Regions from separate parts of the Gossypium hirsutum genome. Here all the other regions are linked to region 1. A link is a contact called in public Hi-C data. All regions are on one chromosome and are shown on one strand. Each heading gives the region's core, a stretch centred on a gene start, on an enhancer-like site or on the middle of the called end of the contact. The rest is flanking DNA. Distances are from core to core; before and after follow the strand shown.

The links. Hi-C and Micro-C count contacts between places; a contact is called where the count stands out from the background.
Region 2: a contact with region 1 is called in a Hi-C map of leaf, with 1.8 times the contacts expected there. The contact joins the promoter of LOC107901414 here to the enhancer-like site in region 1. A contact is called at or near these places in 3 of 34 Hi-C or Micro-C datasets (all in leaf).
Region 3: a contact with region 1 is called in a Hi-C map of leaf, with 2.1 times the contacts expected there. The contact joins the promoter of LOC107901420 here to the enhancer-like site in region 1. A contact is called at or near these places in 8 of 34 Hi-C or Micro-C datasets (callus, fibers and leaf).

Annotation. Positions count from the first base shown.
Region 1 is chrD06:6,557,439-6,560,217 of Gossypium_hirsutum_v2.1, forward strand. No RefSeq gene overlaps it. Among protein-coding and RNA genes, the nearest start is that of LOC121218255, 8.5 kb to the right of the region's middle. Within about 2 kb of position 1,398, at least 7 of the 9 cell types and tissues checked have an H3K27ac peak or open chromatin away from gene starts, as enhancers often do. A contact at or near this core is called in fibers and leaf, where this site is marked.
Region 2 is chrD06:6,506,606-6,509,384 of Gossypium_hirsutum_v2.1, forward strand. LOC107901414 (small glutamine-rich tetratricopeptide repeat-containing protein beta) reads left to right here and starts at 1,450. Exons shown (of 11, transcript XM_016827410.2): 1 at 1,450-1,737; 2 at 2,709-2,770. LOC107901413 reads right to left here and starts at 761. Exons shown (of 3, transcript XR_001685243.2): 1 at 413-761; 2 at 145-262; 3 at 1-81.
Region 3 is chrD06:6,605,034-6,607,812 of Gossypium_hirsutum_v2.1, forward strand. It overlaps LOC107901420, which reads right to left and starts at 1,338. Exons shown (of 2, transcript XM_016827424.2): 1 at 835-1,338; 2 at 102-229. The coding sequence starts at 1,139. The coding sequence ends at 148.

The DNA.
Region 1 (2,779 bases), core at 148-2,647:
TTTATGCATATGAAATTTTGATTGTGGTTTAAATATGTATATAAAATTTTAATTTTAATTGAATTGTAGAATTTAAAGAAATAAATATATAAATTATTTTTATATTAGATAAATATAATTATTTCTGTATGTAACATATAAACATAAAATGATGTTACTTCAATAACTATGTTAATAATTTGTGAAGATTGGATCAAATAAAAATTTGTGTATAAAATTGCATAGTAACCAAAATTTATGTATAGTTTTGAGATTTATCCATTTTTCGCTTTATATTTTCTTGTATGTTGTTTAACATTCGTTAATATCACCTTATTATAAATATTTAATGTAATATTAAATACATTAAAAGTTATAAATTCAAAATATATATTAAAAATTATAAATAATTATTTATACTACTATAAAAGTTTTAATTGAATTAGATGTAATGAATCACCTCATCATTAATTTAATCGGAAAAAATATTTAAAAATAAAATTAAAACCATATATTTTCAAATTAATGGTATTTTTAATTCATGTAGTTTCTAAATTAATATTTTTTTGACATAATGTTTAAAATTATCCATAGTCCCCAAATCTATAAATAGGAGGATAATAGACTTCAGCGCAGTCGAACATATGTCTTCCTGCATTGACAACCATACACATACTAATCGAGCTAAAAATTTATTCGGGAAATGAATCTAATACTTAGTTAGCAAGATTGATGATATTATTTTACCAAGTGACCCCAAGATTCTTTCTTACTATTGTTAAAGAAAGTTCCAACAAAGCTGACCCTTTTACACGGTTACAGTCACACCATCGTTTTCAAAGCAGCAAATGCGAACAGCCGACAGAACACTGTGCCAATGCCATGTCATAAAGGCTTTTAGAATTAAACAAGTCTTTTTGAAAACCGACCAACACCTCAAGCCAATAAAGAGGCCTTGAAATGGGAATCTAGTTAGTGGCAAATTCCAGGAATTTCATTACCTTTTATTTTTTTTCTTTTGCAAAGCTCAGGATCCTCAAGAGAGAATCCTGTGCTTACCCTTTTCTATAGAAGATTTTATCAAGAAACAAGGAATCTGTTTCTTTATTACGTACTAACCCCATTTGAATATAATGACAGCTAAAAAAGGAATACCTTGTTAGGAGGTGCTTTGGTCTTTGTTTTGAAGACTGTGAAAGTGGTAAATGCTTTAAATGAAGTAGGAACATGAACATTGTTTGGCTTAGGCAATGAAAGATGCTGCTGACAATGGCTAGGCTAACACATCACCAATGTTTCTATCGCACAAATTGAATTACCAGTCACCAATATGTCATCTATATACACAATATGGTATGTACGTAGTAGTGTCACCAGCTTTGTGAGTGACCAAAGAAGGATCAGCCTTTTAGGACTGAAATTGAAGCTTGCTAAGGAGTTGTTCTAGTTGGGTAAACCAATTGGGCCTGCCTAAGACCATATAAGGCTTTATGGGGTTACCATCAGAATACTGTTATTCAACATGTACAATTCTTCAAATAGATCACCATTATCAACTTGTTTGAGTGATCATTGATTGGCGGGTGCTAAGGACAGCAGTATGTCAACTAGAAAATCATGTAGTGGTACTTCCTTACAGGTGGTAAAGTTACCGATGACCATGTACCATTGGCCATGAGAGCATTCTGTTCTGGAAGCACAACATCTCTTCAAGCTACATTGTTAAGTGCTGCAGTTTGCACTTCCTGTATATATATCCCATTACAGAAGCTAAAGAAACTAACATTTCAGTGATCCACCAGCCCAGAAGAGGTGTTTATGGGCTGGACTGGATCTAAACATAATGTTATTTTATGCTTGCCTTATTCCGGCTTTTAATTTTACTTAAATCTATTAATATTTAAAAATAGTTAACTCAAGTCTATTTTAGGTTCGCCCATATTATTTTTTAAAAGAATAAAATAAATATGTCATTTTAATTAAATATTTGATAATTTTATATATTTTTTATTTATTAAAATTTTATATATAATTTTTTAAAAAAAACACTACTATTAATAGGAACTATGAACAACAATAATACAAATGATAAAATAAAGCACTACAAACTAATGTACAAATGTCTTGTCTACAAAGTAATCTAAAAAAAAAACAACAAATTGGCAATAATTACAACACTGGAATAATTCAAAAATAAACTAGAGATACATCAACTTGATCAAATCGTAGAAATTTGTATCTTAGCCTCGCCATCATCAAATCAACCTAATGATGAACACCGATCAACCAAGAAAAAACTGCCAAAAGCCCCAAGAGACCCACCACATCAGTGATGCACAAAAAGTCAAGTCTCAGATGGCCTATTCTTCTTCTCATCGTCTATGATCTATCATGATAAAACCCTTCAAGAACGACTAATAGACCTGGTGGCACCGTTATATTAACAAATTTTTACTAAAAATTTAAAGTAAAAATAAAACCACCATTGCTTTTAAAAAAACGGAGTGGACAAAAAAAACCTAGAAAAACGTAGACAAAATAAAACCATGAAATTATGGACAAAACCACGATAATGTGGACTTAAATTTTTAAAAAAAAATTAAAAGTGCAAAAAAAATGTTTGAGAAACCACGACCAGCTACTAGCCCAAAGGCCAACGCCGTCGCCGATGAAGCAAAGATTTAATTTAAAAAAGTTAAGTATGAAAAGAAAAGAGTAGCTAAGGTTTTTCTTAGAATATTCAATTCTCATACGATGATGCCATACATTTAAATTTTATATGTTATAATTTACATAATAT
Region 2 (2,779 bases), core at 200-2,699, 51 kb before region 1:
TTCGATTTTTAAGAGGCTAAGGCAGGAAAATTCCACTCTTCTCTAAATCTGTTGATTGGTTGATTTGATTCTACAAAATTACTGCAGTTGATCACAGAACTGTATTATTATCAGAAATTTGATCTCAAAGAAGAAGATATTCACCTCTCAACTACGAAAATACCCAAAAGTTCTAGCTTCCTCGCAAAGATTACTAAAATCCGATTCAGAGTTCAAACAACGAACTTTGCTGGTGGTGATTTTACACCTTTTGCAGCATCTCCTGGCAAAAAAAGAAAAAAAACACAAAAAAGGTCAACAAAATGCATTTAAAGTGCTTCATATTAATGATTAGTGCAGATCCATGAGATATTTTTCAATTGAAACATAAACCCAAATAAACCCTAATAAACCGTAGAGGAAAGGAAGTTACCGGTTGGAGGGGTTGGGGATTCGCCGTAGATAGCTTTGAGGGAATCGAGAGGGACAAGAGGAGACGGGGAGGACGCTTCGGCGAAGAGCTGCTGCTTCCAATCCCACATAACCTTTTTGAGGGCTTTGTTAGATTTGGTCAAGGAATCTTTCTCGGCTTCCAAGGATTCAATAACATTTTGCTGGTTCAGAGATCGAATGCCTAATACCGCAAATGATGTGACCAAGCACACATCGATCACCACGTTGTTGTTGGCGGCTGCTCTGCTTGCTAGCCCCACCAATTTGTTAGCAAACTCCATTTCCCTTTTGGGTTTTGGGGTTTTCCAACTTCCAGAGATTTTAAATTTTCCATGAAAAAGAAGCAAGGACAAGTTTCACAAAAACGGGGCTGGGCTTGGGCTTGGTCTTGGGCCTAAGCTATAAATATCTCCATGTCGTAGGAACTCACATCAAAATTTTCTTTTCCAAGTTTTTATTTTTTAAGCTTAAATTCTATGTTAATCCTTATTGTTTATATTTTAATTTGATTATTTTTAATCTATATAATTTTTGAATTTTAAAATTTAAATACTAATTTAATAATAGTTGTTAAATTATCTATTAAATTAAGTTTTTTTTATTAAAATATGAAACTAAAATTTAGAGCAATTTAATGAATATATTTTATATTTATTGTATGATATGATTTATAAATAATGTTTTAGCTATCTAAAGTATGGTCATTGGTAAACTCTTTGGTCATGATGATATGTGTTAATTCACTTAATAAGTGTATAAAAAATTAAATATTAAATTTAAGTTATAAATCTATTTAGAGTATTATTTAAAATTAAATATTGATTATAATTAAATTATTTAATAAATAATAATTTAAATTTAAATGAAATGAAATGAAATAAAATAAAAAACAATTAATTTTATTGTATGTGCTTATCTATTTATTATTTTTTATAAAAAGAATAAATTTTATCGTGAAAAAAATCAATTTATCAAACAGGGCTTACTTTATAGACGAGTAGAACAAATTCCTAATAGAAAGATAGATACGCTTACTCCACTTCCAAACAAGAAGAAAATTCGTGGGTGCCCGATTTGGTTCTTGTAAGCAAAGAACAGAATACTGTTAACCCAGCATCCAAACATAGTATAATTGAATTGTTTAGCTTCCTTTTCTTCTTCTTCTTCTTCTTGTTGCTAAATTAGAACTGAAGTGAATTGAAGTCCCCAAATATTCTGTTTGCAAATTTTGGATGGGTAATTTGAAGACTCATTCTCCCCTCTCTCGTCGCATCGTTCGTTCCTTCTTAGATTTCCTCAACTCCGGTACTCTCTTTCTCATCTCTCATTTTTTTATCCTGTAATTTTCTCATATTTTGTCATTCAATTAGCTTAGCTTAGCGTTTCTCACTAATTCCTTTTTTGTTTCTTTATTTTGCTATGCTTCGATTGATTTTGGCTTTTGAGAAAGCAAAATTAGGCAGTTATTGTTGGGAAGTAGGTTGTGTATAATCTATGAAATTTAAAGTCCGAGTTGAAGTGAAAACTTGCTTAGTTTCATGAAATGTGATTAGTCGAAAATTAAAAAAGAAGACTTGTATGAATAACGAGTGCTGTTTAGGTAGAAATATATAATCGGATTAAGTGCTTGTTTCGATTCGATGAATGTGAAAATGATAGTGCGTCAATGGTGTGGCATCGGTGATATAGGATTTGGTTGGTCATTGATCTTTAAATTATCTGGAAAAAAAGTTATAACATTTGAAATTTTTTCCTTGGAGCAGCAACTGGAGTTTCTGTAACCATGAGCTGATGGTGCTATTTGTTAACTAGTTAAATTGTCTTAGGATGCAACCTCAATAGGTTGGAAGGAAACAAGTGGATTGGTATTCGTGGGCAACTTCTTTGAGAGTAATTGTGGAAGGGTACTTTTGGAATGCGTGATTGGTATCATGTCTGTTAAGTTTCAAGACTTTTGAGATCATAGATGTCATCAGATAATGATGGTTGCTGGCACTGAGATTATATAAAGTTTCTCCTTTTCTTCCACCTCTCTTTATTTATTGTTTGCGGGGTTAGGGCGATGGAGGGCTTAGGGGTTGTGAAGTGGGTTGATTTGAGGTTTGCCTCAAGCATAAGATGAATTTGTTTCTGGATCTTATTTTGTTTAGATTGTGTGTCACTATTATATCTCCTTGTTGTGGTTTAATCGTATTTGATTATTTTCTACTTGATTTACTGTGTTTACTCAACCTGTTAAAACATTTCTACTAATAGGTGTGTTTTCTGTTAAATAGTTGAACCTGCCCCAGGGGTTGATTTTGAAGGCCTTGAAGTTGCCAGGGAATGTTTGACGGAGGTGTTTAAA
Region 3 (2,779 bases), core at 88-2,587, 48 kb after region 1:
CATTGCTTCTTTTATTTCAGTGTTAAAACAGAGTATCTTCCTTGCTTCTTTTATTTCAGTGTTAAAATAGAGTATCTTCCTTATTTGTGTTGCATACTTACTGTGGCATTCGAACATCTCAGTTTGGTGAAGTTCTTGACACCGTCATCAGGGCTCCAAGGATACTGGCACCATTATCCTATTGATATGGAATTTCGACCACAACACATCTTCACCAGGTTCGTGTATGCTATTACCTTCATAAACAAAGAAAACAAGACTATTATATAGAATGTTGTCATGGAGGCATGTCTCATTTTTCCAGTATTTGGGTAGTGGATTGGCGGGTTTAAGTAGTTAAAAACCTAGTTGAAAATAGAAATCCCCCTTGGCTGCATAACCAAATGACTTTCTGACAACATTTGGTAGCTATGATCTACCATTCACGTGATAGTGCTTATGACTAACCTTTTGAAAGCAGCTAAACTTGGAAATTCCCATCTACAACATGTAATCGTTACCAGATTTTTTCGAGACTATGGTCACCTTTTTGCTTTTGTATTGTCTTTCAAGACTTGAGAAAAGAGACCATGTCAGTGGCATTAAGCATTTATATGAGCCTGTGTCTTTCCTATCATTGGTGTTTGAATGGGCAGACATGTATGATACTTTATCACACAAATTTGACATTGAAAAGAAGGCTGATTTATTGATATACTAATCAACACCTTATCACACAACAAAGAAACAAAAAATCCAGAATATACAGAAGCAATCTAAACCCCTTATTACCCCATCAAGATTCTTCACCAAAAGGGAAAATTTTAGATAGCAGAGCCACAAAAGGGGCAGAACCTGAACTCGGGCTCAACAAGCCTGTCACAAAAACGGCAACGCAGAGAATCTGAAACGGCAGCAGATGAAGAATCGATCTTGGGAGGTGGAAAAGACAAATCCTCAGGGAAGAAAAGTTTGCAATTGTTACAATGCAAGAGTGGATCTTTCCCAGGCCATCTCCAAACAGGCACAAAGAAAAGCTTCAATACTTTCTCGTACTCCACAAGATCAGCTCTGGAACCACAGTTTATGCACCTTCCCACACCAGATTTCAGCACTTGTCTTGCTTGTTGCTCTAATCCACCCACAAAGAAAAAGAACATCTTCTCTTCTTTTTAGTTTTTGAAAGCTAGGATTGTTTGCCTGTGTTCTTCTGGGGTTGGATTGAAGCTCTCGCCTTTTATCGATGAAAACGGAAGCGTAGGAATATAAAGTTTAAGCTAAAAAAAGAGCAAAGTGGAGAGTTCTGGATTTTTCTTCGGTATCAAGGTATTAGGCAGTGTAAGGTTCTAGACATGAGTGGGCCATTTATTTTTTTTTATTTTTATGGAAATTTCATTTAGCAAAGAAAAGGTATAAGCAAAACGGGAACACAAGTCCTATCCAGACAAAAGCCCATTAAGTTATAGACTCACCTACATTGAATAGAGAAAATTTGATCTCATACCCATTAAAGCCCCAAAATACTAGTCAACCTAATTTTTATGACAAAGAAAAGCACTCTCATTGCTTGAATCAAACCTCCCTATCAAAATGGGGAACAAAGAGATTCTCGTGATAGTAGAAATATCCCTAACTTGAATCAATAAATGCAATAGAATCTTAGACAATATTAAGTTTTTGTGGAAGCTCAATAGACCAAATGTGCCACCCCTAATCCGTATCCATCGTCGGAACCGGGTTACGAAGCATACCGGAGTTTACAGATCAAACAAACAAAAATTTCAAACATTTCATGTCATATAATATTCAAGTCATAAACCAATCAAACTCACATATATTGTCCCTTATTCGAGCCCTCAAGGCCCAGAATACGTGTTAGAAATAATTCAGGACTAATTCAGAAACTTTTTTGAAATACATTAAAAATTTTCAACACTGTAGGGGTCACATAGCCTTGTGGTCAAGCCGTGTGACTCACACGGCTGGAAGATACGCCCGTGTCTCAAGTCGTATAAGCATTCAAAAAAGGGATACACGACCATGTCCTAGCCCGTGTCTGTACCCGTATAACTTTCTGACTTGGGTTATACGGCCAAACCACACGCCTGTGTGCCAGGCCGTGTACCCTTTCGAAATGGCCTCACACGCCCGAGTCACAGACCCGTGTGTCTGGTCGTGTGGACCTAAAATGTGTCTTTAACAACAATTTTGCCATTTTCTACATTCTTGGACATTAAAAAACTCAAAAACCATTTATTTAACCATTTCAAAACACGATCAAACACATTCAAAACATGTCAAAACAATCATCCTAGGTGCCTAACTAATACACCCTCATTGGTACCACATTTATATCATCAATTGATATCATCAAAGCATCATTCAAATCCAAATTATAAACAAACCAAATTCAATCCATTTTGCCTAGTTCATAAGCACTTAAACACCAACTTAAATTCACATGTACATATTTAGATTTGGTTCAATTTACCATGCCATAATATGGCTTCAAAAACAAACACATGTTTATATATATACCAAACCAATATTAAACTTATAACCTCATTTACAATCAGTCCATGAAATAACCATTATTTAGACACCCTAGGTACATGCCGACACAAAAGATAAATATTAGCACATTTGAGTACGGGATCGTTGTTGGATTCTGAATCGGCGTTTAAAAGTTAAGTACCTAACCTGCGTACAGAAAACAAAATTGTACGCTGAGTAAAACTTAGTGGTATTTCTACAATCCGGATCTTTAAAGACAATATAATATAATATGCACAATTGAATT